2 separate regions of the Mus musculus genome follow, and region 1 is linked to region 2. A link is a contact called in public promoter capture Hi-C data. All regions are on one chromosome and are shown on one strand. Each heading gives the region's core, a stretch centred on a gene start, on an enhancer-like site or on the middle of the called end of the contact. The rest is flanking DNA. Distances are from core to core; before and after follow the strand shown.

Evidence for each region. Promoter capture Hi-C pulls out the DNA fragments that hold promoters and counts their contacts.
Region 1: a promoter capture Hi-C map of liver shows a contact between it and region 2, with 3 times the contacts expected there. The contact joins the promoter of Spag5 here to the promoter of Serpinf2 in region 2. A contact is called at or near these places in 2 of 39 promoter capture datasets (both in liver).

The regions. Positions count from the first base shown.
Region 1 is chr11:78,300,329-78,305,177 of GRCm38.p6, forward strand. Spag5 (sperm associated antigen 5) reads left to right here and starts at 1,263. Exons shown (of 24, transcript NM_017407.3): 1 at 1,263-1,382; 2 at 1,567-1,692; 3 at 3,718-4,712; 4 at 4,815-4,849. The coding sequence starts at 1,332. Gm3948 (predicted gene 3948) reads right to left here and starts at 1,183. Exons shown (of 4, transcript NR_166889.1): 1 at 977-1,183.
Region 2 is chr11:75,436,229-75,441,614 of GRCm38.p6, forward strand. Serpinf2 (serine (or cysteine) peptidase inhibitor, clade F, member 2) reads right to left here and starts at 3,273. Exons shown (of 10, transcript NM_008878.2): 1 at 3,229-3,273; 2 at 2,164-2,230; 3 at 1,986-2,024; 4 at 1,810-1,872; 5 at 1,126-1,327; 6 at 499-642; 7 at 157-360. The coding sequence starts at 2,226. Gm35391 (a long non-coding RNA gene) reads left to right here and starts at 1,850. Exons shown (of 2, transcript XR_388849.3): 1 at 1,850-1,939; 2 at 2,965-3,162. Wdr81 (WD repeat domain 81) reads right to left here. Exons shown (of 10, transcript NM_138950.2): 10 at 4,715-5,386.

The sequences.
Region 1 (4,849 bases), core at 13-2,512, 2.9 Mb after region 2:
TACATATTTTTTTCAATCACTCTAGACTTTATCTTTCAAGACATTTTCTGTTATTGAACCCAGAACTCACTGATTCATTAGACTAACTGAGCAGCAAACCCCAGGGGATCCTCTCATTTCTGCCTCAGCCCCCATGTTGTTAGGAGAACAGGCAAAAACTGCTGCACCCAGCCCTTTTTTTTTTTAACAGGATCTATGTAGCCCTGGCTGTCTTGGTACACACTGTGTAAACCATCCTGGCCTCGAACTCACAGAGATCCACCTGCTTCTGCCTCTTCAGTGTTGAGATTAAAAGTGTGCACCACCATGCCCGGCTTTTTATTGGGTATTGGAGATCCAAATTCAGGCCCTCAAGCTTTCCTGACAAGCTCTAAGATGGAGTCATTGCCCCATTCTTCCCCTTACATAATTTTAAAATTGTCACCCATGTTCAAAAGGTTTAAAACAAGAAATTTTAATATATTTTATTTAACCTAGCATATCTAAAAATATTTCAGTATGCAATTAACATTAAAAAAATAGTTTTTCCATACAAGGTCTGAAATGCAATGTGCATTTCACACCTGTATTATATTCCCATTTGAAGAATTCAGAGCTACATGCAGCCCGCAGAAAGTTACTGACCAGTACAGTTCCTGATGGGCGCGCATACCCTGACAGAACCCTACAGTTTCTAACATTAAAGCTCTTCTTTGGTTCTCTTCTTTTTCTTCATACATTAACACTTCTAAATTGGCCTGTGATTTCATCATTCAAGAGGCTGAGGGCCAGGCAGTGGTGGTGTGGGACACGCTGTTTGTGTGTGTGAGAGTGTGTATGTGTGTGAGAGAGTTAGTTATTAATATAGCAAGCACTTGAAACAGATCACCATAAATGCACAGTAAAGTAAATATCAACTATTATTCTAGTGATCTTGTTACAGTAGGCTCCGAGGTTAGACACAAGAAAGGCCCAGAAATTCTGAAGAGGCGGTTACCTGAAGGCCGAAATTGGGCACTTAGGAACTCCCTCTGGCCGTTATGAAACTGGCACCTATGCCTGGACAGCCCAACCCTGGGGGAAGTGCGGCTCACTCGGTAACCGGGGGAACGGAGCCACTGAAACAGGACTCCACGACTCTCCAGCAGCCCACAGACACACCAGCCTGCCAGATGGGTGCTTCAGTGGAGGCGTTAGGCTGAGCGGCTCGTGGGGGCGTGACGCGCGCAGGTCCCGCCCACCATACGTACCGCGGCCCCGCAGCCAATCCCGAAGTGCGTATTGGGTTCAAATAGAGGCGGCGGGTGAAAGTGGCCATTTCGACTTGGTCTGGTTAAGTGATCGAGTTGAAAATGTGGAGGGTGAAAACACTGAATCTCGGTTTGTCGCCTTCGCCCCAAAAGGTGAGGAGAGAACTCCGGCAGACAGGGCGCTACCTGGGCGGGGCCGGGCGGGGCCGAGGCCGGTGAAGTCCGGCTCCGGACGAAGTGGGGCAGCGGGAGGCATTGTCCGCCCCGGCCTAGCGGTTGTGGGAAAACACTCCGGGAGGCCGAGACCAGCTTTCCTCACACTCGCTTTCTCTCTCAGGGGAAGCCAGCTATGAGTACTCCTCTCCGAGAGCTTAAACTACAGCCCGAGGCCCTCGCCGATTCAGGGAAAGGTCCCTCTATGATCTCCGCGCTGACCCCATACCTGTGCAGGCTGGAGCTGAAGGTGAGATTTTTAGCTTCACAACTGGGCTGTTTGCCCAGGCTCAGATGCTCAGAGGAACAGAGGGCCAAAGCTGGAACGTAATTAATAACGATAATGAAGTCTTCCACTTCCGTGACATCCATTTACAGCTATTCAGGCCAACAGAGAGGTGCCCTGGGGTGGTTAAAACGAATCCACTGAGAACCCACACCTCTATTTAGCTGGGTTCGATTTTTTTTTTTCTTTACCTCTTTTCTTGTTTTTGACCTATACCAAATTCCCGAGAAATACTGGCACATTTATGGAGAGATCTGTCTCCAAGAGTTGAAACCATATCCATCTATCCTATGGGGTAGTTAGAATTTTCCTGTATCCAATACTTTAAACTATTACCTTGCAGAATTGCCTATATTGAGCTGTACCTTTTAGTTAGAAGGTTTTCTATTGTTACTGTTACTATTATTGTTGTTTTGGGTTTTGTTTGTTTGTTTTTGTTTTTGTTTTTTGAGACAGAGTTTCTTTGTGTAGACCTGGCTGTCCTGAAACACTTTCTGTAGACCAGGCTGGCCTGAAACTCAGAGATCTGCCTACCTCTGCCTCTCCAGTTCGGAGATCAAGGGTGCCAGCCACCACTACCACCACTCAGCTTCTTTTCTACTTTTAGATTTTTTTTTTAATGTTTTAGATTTTTTTTTAATTACTTGTCAAATGACTTAAGAGAAATAGTACAAACTGCTTTTGTAAAACTTGTCAAGAGAGGAGTTTGACCCACTGGGTTCTTTAAAGACATTTTGTAGAACTTACTTGGGAAATTGTCCTGAAGAAATTGCTATCATTTCCTCTTCCTATAGGGAGAACCAGGAAGCCTACCATTCTTTCAAAATATGAAAGTTTGCTTTTTTTTTTCTTTGACCATGATTTTGTTATTTTATGGTGCTGGGTATTAAACCTAGGTCTTTGTGCTTGCTAGATGGATACTACACTACTACTAAACTATACCCGCAATCCTATTTCATTAACTTTATTCTGTCTTTAGTAACTCAAGATTTTTGTTTGTTTGGTTGGCTTTGGTTTTTTAAAAAATATTTATTTATTTATTTATTTATTATATGTAAATACACTGTAGCTGTCTTCAGACACTCCAGAAGAGGGAATCAGATCTCATTACAGATGGTTGTGAGCCACCATGTGGTTGCTGGGATTTGAACTCCGGACCTTTGGAAGAGCAGTCGGGTGCTCTTACCCACTGAGCCATCTCACCAGCCCAGCTTTGGTTTTTTTTGAGACAGGGTTTCTCAGTGTAGACTTGGCTGTCCCAGAACTCACTCTGAAGACCAGGCTGGCCACTCAGAGATCCACCTGCCTCTGCCTCTTGAGTGCTAGGATTAAAGGTATGTGCCACCACCAGCTGGCATTCCTGGAGTGATCTCTGAGTTATTCTGGTGTAACTCTAGATTCTGAGAGCACTTGAAACATTTCCCATCCTCTGTTCAGTCTCTCCTACCCCCCACTCTTTCTCTCTTAAGAGTTATCTATTTATTTTATCTATACGAATACACTGTAGCTGTTTTCAGTCACACCAGAAGGGGGCATCGGATCTCATTACAGATGGTTGTGAGCCACCATGTGGTTGCTGGGATTTGAACTCAGGACCTCTGGAAGAGCAGTCAGTGCTCTTAACCGCTGAGCCATCTCTCCAGCCCCTACCATATCTCTTAAGATGTTGGTTGGAATTAGAAAAGGACGTGGCAGGGTCATAGTCAAGGTAGAGTCTCCCATTGGCATAAATAGATTTGCTTAGTCTGTTTATACTATGGGCTGCATCCCCTATATGTACGGGATGCATAAGGATCCAAAGTGGTTTCCTATCTTTCTTTTCCTACTAGTAGTTCTGTGTAGTAACCAGCAAGGATTAGCTAACTTCTTACCTCAGAGGAGATAATAAGGACTCTGACTTTTCTGAGTTTGGATATTACTGTGTACCCCAGTTATATGTTGAGGGCTGAATTGGACTCCCTTAGTCAGCTATTATGTTTCTTTTGGCAGGAAAGATGCAACAACTCATCTCCAGTGGATTTTATCAATACTGAGAACAACTTCCTTTCAGAACAGTTCAGCCATCCTTCAACGCACATAGAAGCTTGCCAGCGTGAATCCGATCCAACTCCTGAAAGCAACTCTCTTTTCCATACTTTGGAGGAAGCAATAGAAACAGTGGATGACTTTGTCGTGGACCCAAGAGATGATAGTATAGTGGAGTCCATGGTTCTTCTGCCCTTTTCATTAGGGCAGCAGCAAGACCTGATGCTCCAGGCTCACTTAGATACCACAGCAGAGAGAACTAAAAGCTCTCTAAATGAATCTTTGGGGCTAGAAGATCTGGTGGGGAAGGAGGTGGCACCTTGTGTGGAAGACAGCCTAACAGAAATTGTTGCTATTAGGCCCGAGCAACCTACATTTCAGGACCCTCCGTTAGGACCCAGTGACACTGAAGATGCACCTGTGGACTTAGTTCCTTCTGAAAATGTCCTGAATTTCTCTCTGGCTCGTCTTTCTCCTTCAGCTGTCCTGGCCCAGGATTTCTCTGTCGATCATGTCGATCCAGGGGAGGAAACCGTAGAGAACAGAGTCCTACAGGAAATGGAAACGAGCTTCCCCACATTCCCTGAGGAGGCCGAATTGGGAGACCAAGCACCTGCTGCAAATGCAGAAGCCGTCTCACCCTTGTACCTGACATCAAGTCTAGTGGAGATGGGGCCCCGGGAAGCCCCAGGCCCAACAGTAGAAGACGCCAGTAGGATTCCTGGCCTTGAGTCAGAGACTTGGATGTCCCCATTGGCCTGGCTAGAAAAGGGTGTGAATACATCGGTCATGCTACAAAACCTCCGCCAGAGCTTATCCTTTTCTTCTGTGCTTCAGGATGCTGCCGTTGGCAACACACCCCTCGCCACGTGTTCTGTGGGCACTTCCTTTACTCCTCCAGCACCACTGGAGGTAGGCACCAAGGACAGTACTTCAGAGACAGAGCGCCTCCTCTTGGGGTAAGTGACCTCTAAGCCTGTGCCTCTGGGGCTCCAATATTGTGCACCTGCCACTCGAATCTCTTCCCCTTCCTGTCATCTTTTCTTCTTTTCCTGTGGTAGCTGCCGTCCTCCAGATCTGGCTACCTTGTCCCGAC
Region 2 (5,386 bases), core at 2,023-4,522:
GTTTTCTCTCAAAGCAGCCTGGCCTCTGCAGCTTGAGTTTCCCCTTCATGTGATCAGACAATCCCCAGTTTCATGGCCTAGCAACCTCAGAGCAAAGCTTGCAATGGCAGGGTGGGCGGGGCTGCGGGGGTGAGCGGCTTAAGAAGAACAGTGCACCGTGAAAGTGGATGGCGTTGAGGAGAAGCAGCACGGTGCTATCCGGCAGCTCAGAGAGGAAATCCTCAATCTTCCCCTCTGTGGCCTCCTTCACCCATTGGTTGATGTTCGCCAGGTCTTCCTCCTGCTTTCCAGTCAGTTTCACGGGCTTCGCACCAAAGAGCCTTTCCGATTGCTCCAGGAAATCGTCTTTGATGGGAAATCCTGCACGCAATGAGCCACAAGCTCATCCCAGGGCCTCCACATCCACCAGTGTGCTACCCGAAGCCAAGCCCCTCTCCCTCACCCTTGTGCACTAGAGGCAGGGCTCTTTCTGTGCAGCTTGCTACCACCAGCACCTACCTTTCTGCAGGTATATTCTGGCAGCCAGTCGGATTGTCCCTGGGCCTAGGTTCTGGTAGAAATGGCTCAGTAGATGCGGGAGGCAGGATCCTGTGTTCATGTGCAACACTCGATGCAAGCTGTGTAGTGTTTGGTTCTGAGCACCTGAAGGGGACCAAGCAGGCTGATGCCCAGGCCACGGGTTCTTTCTGGCCCCACTGCCCACTCCCACCCTCTGGCATCCCCATGATGAACATGGCCACAGATCACACTACTCTGCTCCTCTCCCAGATCCACGGAGCCATAGGGTCCCCAGATTCATCTCTGCAGCTAACAAGCTGGGCAGTGTCACCTCCCTCAAGGTTCCTTTCCTCTCTGAGCAGCAGTGTCTCCCACAGTGAGACACTCATGTCCACTGGAAGATATTGTAGCCATTAAATTCCTGTGCTAAAATAACTAGGGGGACTTGTCAATCACTACACTCTTAGCCCCGGACTTCTGACTCATAGAGGGTGGTGACAGCTCAGGGACCTGCATTCTACCAAATAGCCATGTGTCCCTGATGGAGGAACTGCCCCTGGACAACCTCTGCAGCAACTGAACCCTCTGTGGTCTCCTAGTTCTTCTGGACAGGTGTGACCCCAGTACCTAGTGCCAGGTGAGAGAGTGCTAGGGCCACACTAAGGGGTGACAGGACAAGGTTGGAGCTGGTAGATGTTTGGGCCACCAAAGAGAACAGGTCAGTAGTAAAAGCCATCATGGCCTGAGCCAGCCTGCGAGTCTCCTCTGCAGTTGGGACACTCTTGCAGTGTCCTGGGGACCTCTTGAGGGTAGCATGGTCACCAAAATCCTACAAGGACAGATCAGAAGTCAGTGAGGTCAAGGGAACAGCTCTAGGTTCTCTGTGTCCCTCACGGTCCTTTTTTTTTTTTTTTTTTTTTTTAAGATTTATTTATTTATTATATGTAAGTACACTGTAGCTGTCTTCAGACAGCTCCAGAAGAGGGCATCAGATTTCGTTACGGATGGTTGTGAGCCACCATGTGGTTGCTGGGATTTGAACTCAGGACCTTCGGAAGAGCAGTCGGTGCTCTTAACCACTGAGCCATCTCTCCAGCCCCCTCTCAGTCCTGATGCGACAGGGCAGCAAAGGCCTTGTCCCAGATCTGAGGAGAGTCATGCTGAAGTCCTTCCTACCCCACCCCTTCCGAACCCCTGAACATCAGCCCCATAACTACTGACTCCCCCACCCCCATTCCCTTGCTTCCACTGATCCGGTCCTCCTCTTCCCTCTGGCCCCACCCATTCTTCCCCAGCCCCACCTGATTGTACCTGGTTGTCCAACTTGAAGAGGGCAGGCAGGGGCAGCTTCTGCTGGGCCTGCTCACTCACTGGCTGTAGAAATGAGAAAGGAGATGAAGAAAAGGCCCTTCCCATGGGTCCCCATCTTGCCAAGACATAGGTGAGTCCCTTTGGCTCTTCCCCCTAAACCTCTCACTTTTGAGTACCTGCTGGCCCGGGAGATCCACGGCGCTCACCGGAGAGAACTGTTGAGAAAAGGGAGAACAGAGAACTCAGCGTTCCTCCCTCTCCACCCTTCTGGCCTCTCCCAGATTTGCCCCCGCCCCCCAGCATCTCCTTCAGCCTGACTGACCACTTCCCACTCAGACCTCAGCTCTGCCTCACCGTGAAACAGGGACCTTGCAGGCAGGACAAGCTGAGTACGAGGAGCCCCCGGAGCAGTGCCATGTTCCTGTATCCAGAACAGGGAGTGTTAGTTCCTACCTCACGCTCGAAGGCCAAGCAGTAGACTGCTATCCATGGGTTCCTTGACCGCACCAGGCTGCGGAACCTGGACTCAAAACATAGCAGCTGTGGACCTCACTCACTCTGAGAGGTGGGATTTCCATAAGCTTTTTTTTTCACCTGTACATTTAGTCTTCATTCTTTTCGTCTTACACTGTGGATCAGTCCTGGGTTCAAATTTAAAGCCCTCATCTTGCAAGAGGACCTTGCGCATCTCCCTTCATGCCTTTGGCTTTACCCTGTCTTGGTAATTCATGGCAGAAGTTCTTCCTGCTCCCATGTAGATGTTGAGGACCCAAATAAGAATCTCTGTAAATACTGAGCATGATGCCTGGCCCCCACCCTAGCAAAGCCACCTGACCTGTTGTTCATTTCATCCAGCCTTTCTCAGGCTGCCCTGGTCCTACCCAAAGGCTCTGAGAGCTAATCTGGGCTGGCAGGGCAGCCAGAAACTTCTTTGTTGACCAATGAATGACTGGCCCAGACACCTTTGGACTTACGGGAACTACAAGCCTCATCCCACTTCTGCTCCAAGTTCTGATCCAGGGTGCTTCGGGGAAGCCCAGCTGGCGGAAGGGGGGAGGCTCTCAGCCTAGAGAGCCTTCCTTTCCATCCTCAGCCCCCTACCCAGGCCTTATTTCAGGCACCAGCTCTTCTAAAAGGTCCTTCTGTTATCCCTAGACCTCCACAACTGTGTTCAAGAACCTTCAGCCAGGGCCTCATCTCCAATCTGGATATATGATTTTTCTCGCCAAGAGTAGGCCTCCAGGTTTTGGAGTTCTAGAGGTTTCTCCTGGAGCTGCCTGGACCTCTGCTCCTCACCACCCCAGGACGCTGTGAAGCTGCAGGCTCCCTGAATAAATTCATCCAGACCCCTTGCCAAGGTGCCAGCTGTCTACTTCCTCTGCTGCCCAAGCAGCAGGCTGCACCACCCCTCCATCCTACCTCTTCAGGCTTCTTAGCGCAGCACACGCAGCACACGGTGTTCTCCTGGACCAGCTTGCTCCCCACGCTCCCCCAGTGCAGCCAGCAGGGCCTAGCTCTCTCCTCCCACAGGACCTTTGCTCTCAGCCAACCCCCGTTCAGCTTGTGTTCAGTGCTGGTAAATATTGACCTGTACATCCGGTTAAACATTGATATGGGGGCCAGAAGACCCTTTCCCATCAAGGCTACCCAGAACCCTGCCTGAGCCTGGAGAAGGGGTTTACAGGAGCAGATAAGTGAGGAGGTTGGGCCTGGCAAGCCTTCTAATGATCCCTCAACATAGGGGATTATCCACAGTCAGTGAGGCTCAGAGAGGCTGTGTGGCCTGTGTAAGGGCGCAGAGTGGGCTCCAGAGTCACAGCCAAAGTCCCACCACCACCACCACCACCACCACCACCACCACCACCACTACCACCACCACCACCACCACCACCACCACCACCACCACCACCACCACTACCACCACCACCACCACCACCACCACCACCACCACCACCACCACCACCACCACCACAGCTACCCAAGGGAAGGGGAGGCTGCAGGAGCCTGTTCACCTAACTGTAGCAAGTCCAGGATCCTGGTTGGCTCCCTCCAGCCTAGGTTCCAAGGCGAGGGCTGGAGAGACCCAGCTGGAGGCCGGCCCTCCCAGGGTCCCACCTCTTCAGCAGTGTTCCCTTTCCCCAAGGGTGAACCATTCGGAAAACTGACCCAAGGCCACCCAACCCAGAAGCTCTGTATCCAAGGCAGCCAGAGGACAATGGCTGCCTCTACCCTCTTGCTGTGTTTGCAACTACCAGGTTTGGACTTTCCTGACTCTGGTGCCATCAAGGCAAACTGGTGGGCATGACTATCCATGCCTATGTATAATATCAGCACTTGGAAGGTAGAGAGAAGAGGGTAGGTAGGGAATACCAGGTCAACCTCCTCGGCTGCATATCAAGTTTGAGCTACCAGACCTTGTATCAAAAGAAGCTGGGTGTGGGGCTTAGAGATGGCTCAGTGGGTAAGAACACTGGCTGCTCTTGCAAAGGATCCAGGTTCAATCTTCAGCATCGAGATGTGGCTCATAACCATTCATTAACTTCGGTTCCAGGTGATCCCGATGCCCTCTTCTGACCTCCGCAGGGACCAGACACAAGTATGGTGTGCATATGTACAAGTGGGCAAAACAACCATACACGTATAAAAATCAATGCCTTTAAAAAATAAAAATTGGACCTGGTGGGTCATGCCTATAAGCCCACTACTCTGTTTCAAGCAGGAAGGTCATCCCAAGATCAAGGCCAACCTGAGGCACTTGAGACCATCTGAAAAAAAGCCAAGCCAAGCCATAAGCCAGGCACAGTGACATATACAGTGACATATACCAGTTCCCCAGCTCCTTGGGAGGCTGAGGCAGAGCTGCCTGAGCCCAGCCTAGGCAAAGCAAAACACAACACAGCCTCACTCAGCTCCGTGGCTCTTCCAAAGAATTTATTGACCTTATTTACATAGACTGCAACTAGTGAGAAGGCAGCAGGGGCCACATCTCAGGCTTCTCCAAACGAACACTCAAGAGATGGCAGAGTCTGCCCATCCCCTGGGCAGAACCCGAGATACAGAGATGATTCCCGCTGCCTCCTGTCCCTAGGGATGCTGGTCCCAAGGGCTGCCTCCCCGGCTGAAGGCACAAACGCTGTGGTTAGGGGTACCAAGGCAAGGCATGGATTCATTCCTGGACCAGCTGGGCCCATATAACCCCTTCCCTAGCCCTGTTCTCACATCCCCTTTTTTCTGGTCCCATACTGAAGACCTGGCTGAATGAATGCTAAAACCCCAGACCAAGCCCTGAAAGTCGTAGGTCCTGGCCAGCCCTCCTGAGCCTGGAGTCCCAGTACCATCAGAACCCTAGACAGGAGCAGTTTCCTACCCAAGGGAGAAACAGAGCTAAGGAGAGCGTGGCTAGAGGAAGCTGGCTGAGCAAAGGCCCAACTCCTTTCATTTCCTGGAGCTGCCCTGTCCCCATGTGAATCCAGAAGGCAGAACTGGGGAGCAATGGGGATCACAGTGCTTTCCTTGCCCCAATTCTTGCTGGTTAGGAACAGTATCTCCCGAGTTTCATGAAGCCACTTCAAGGCTT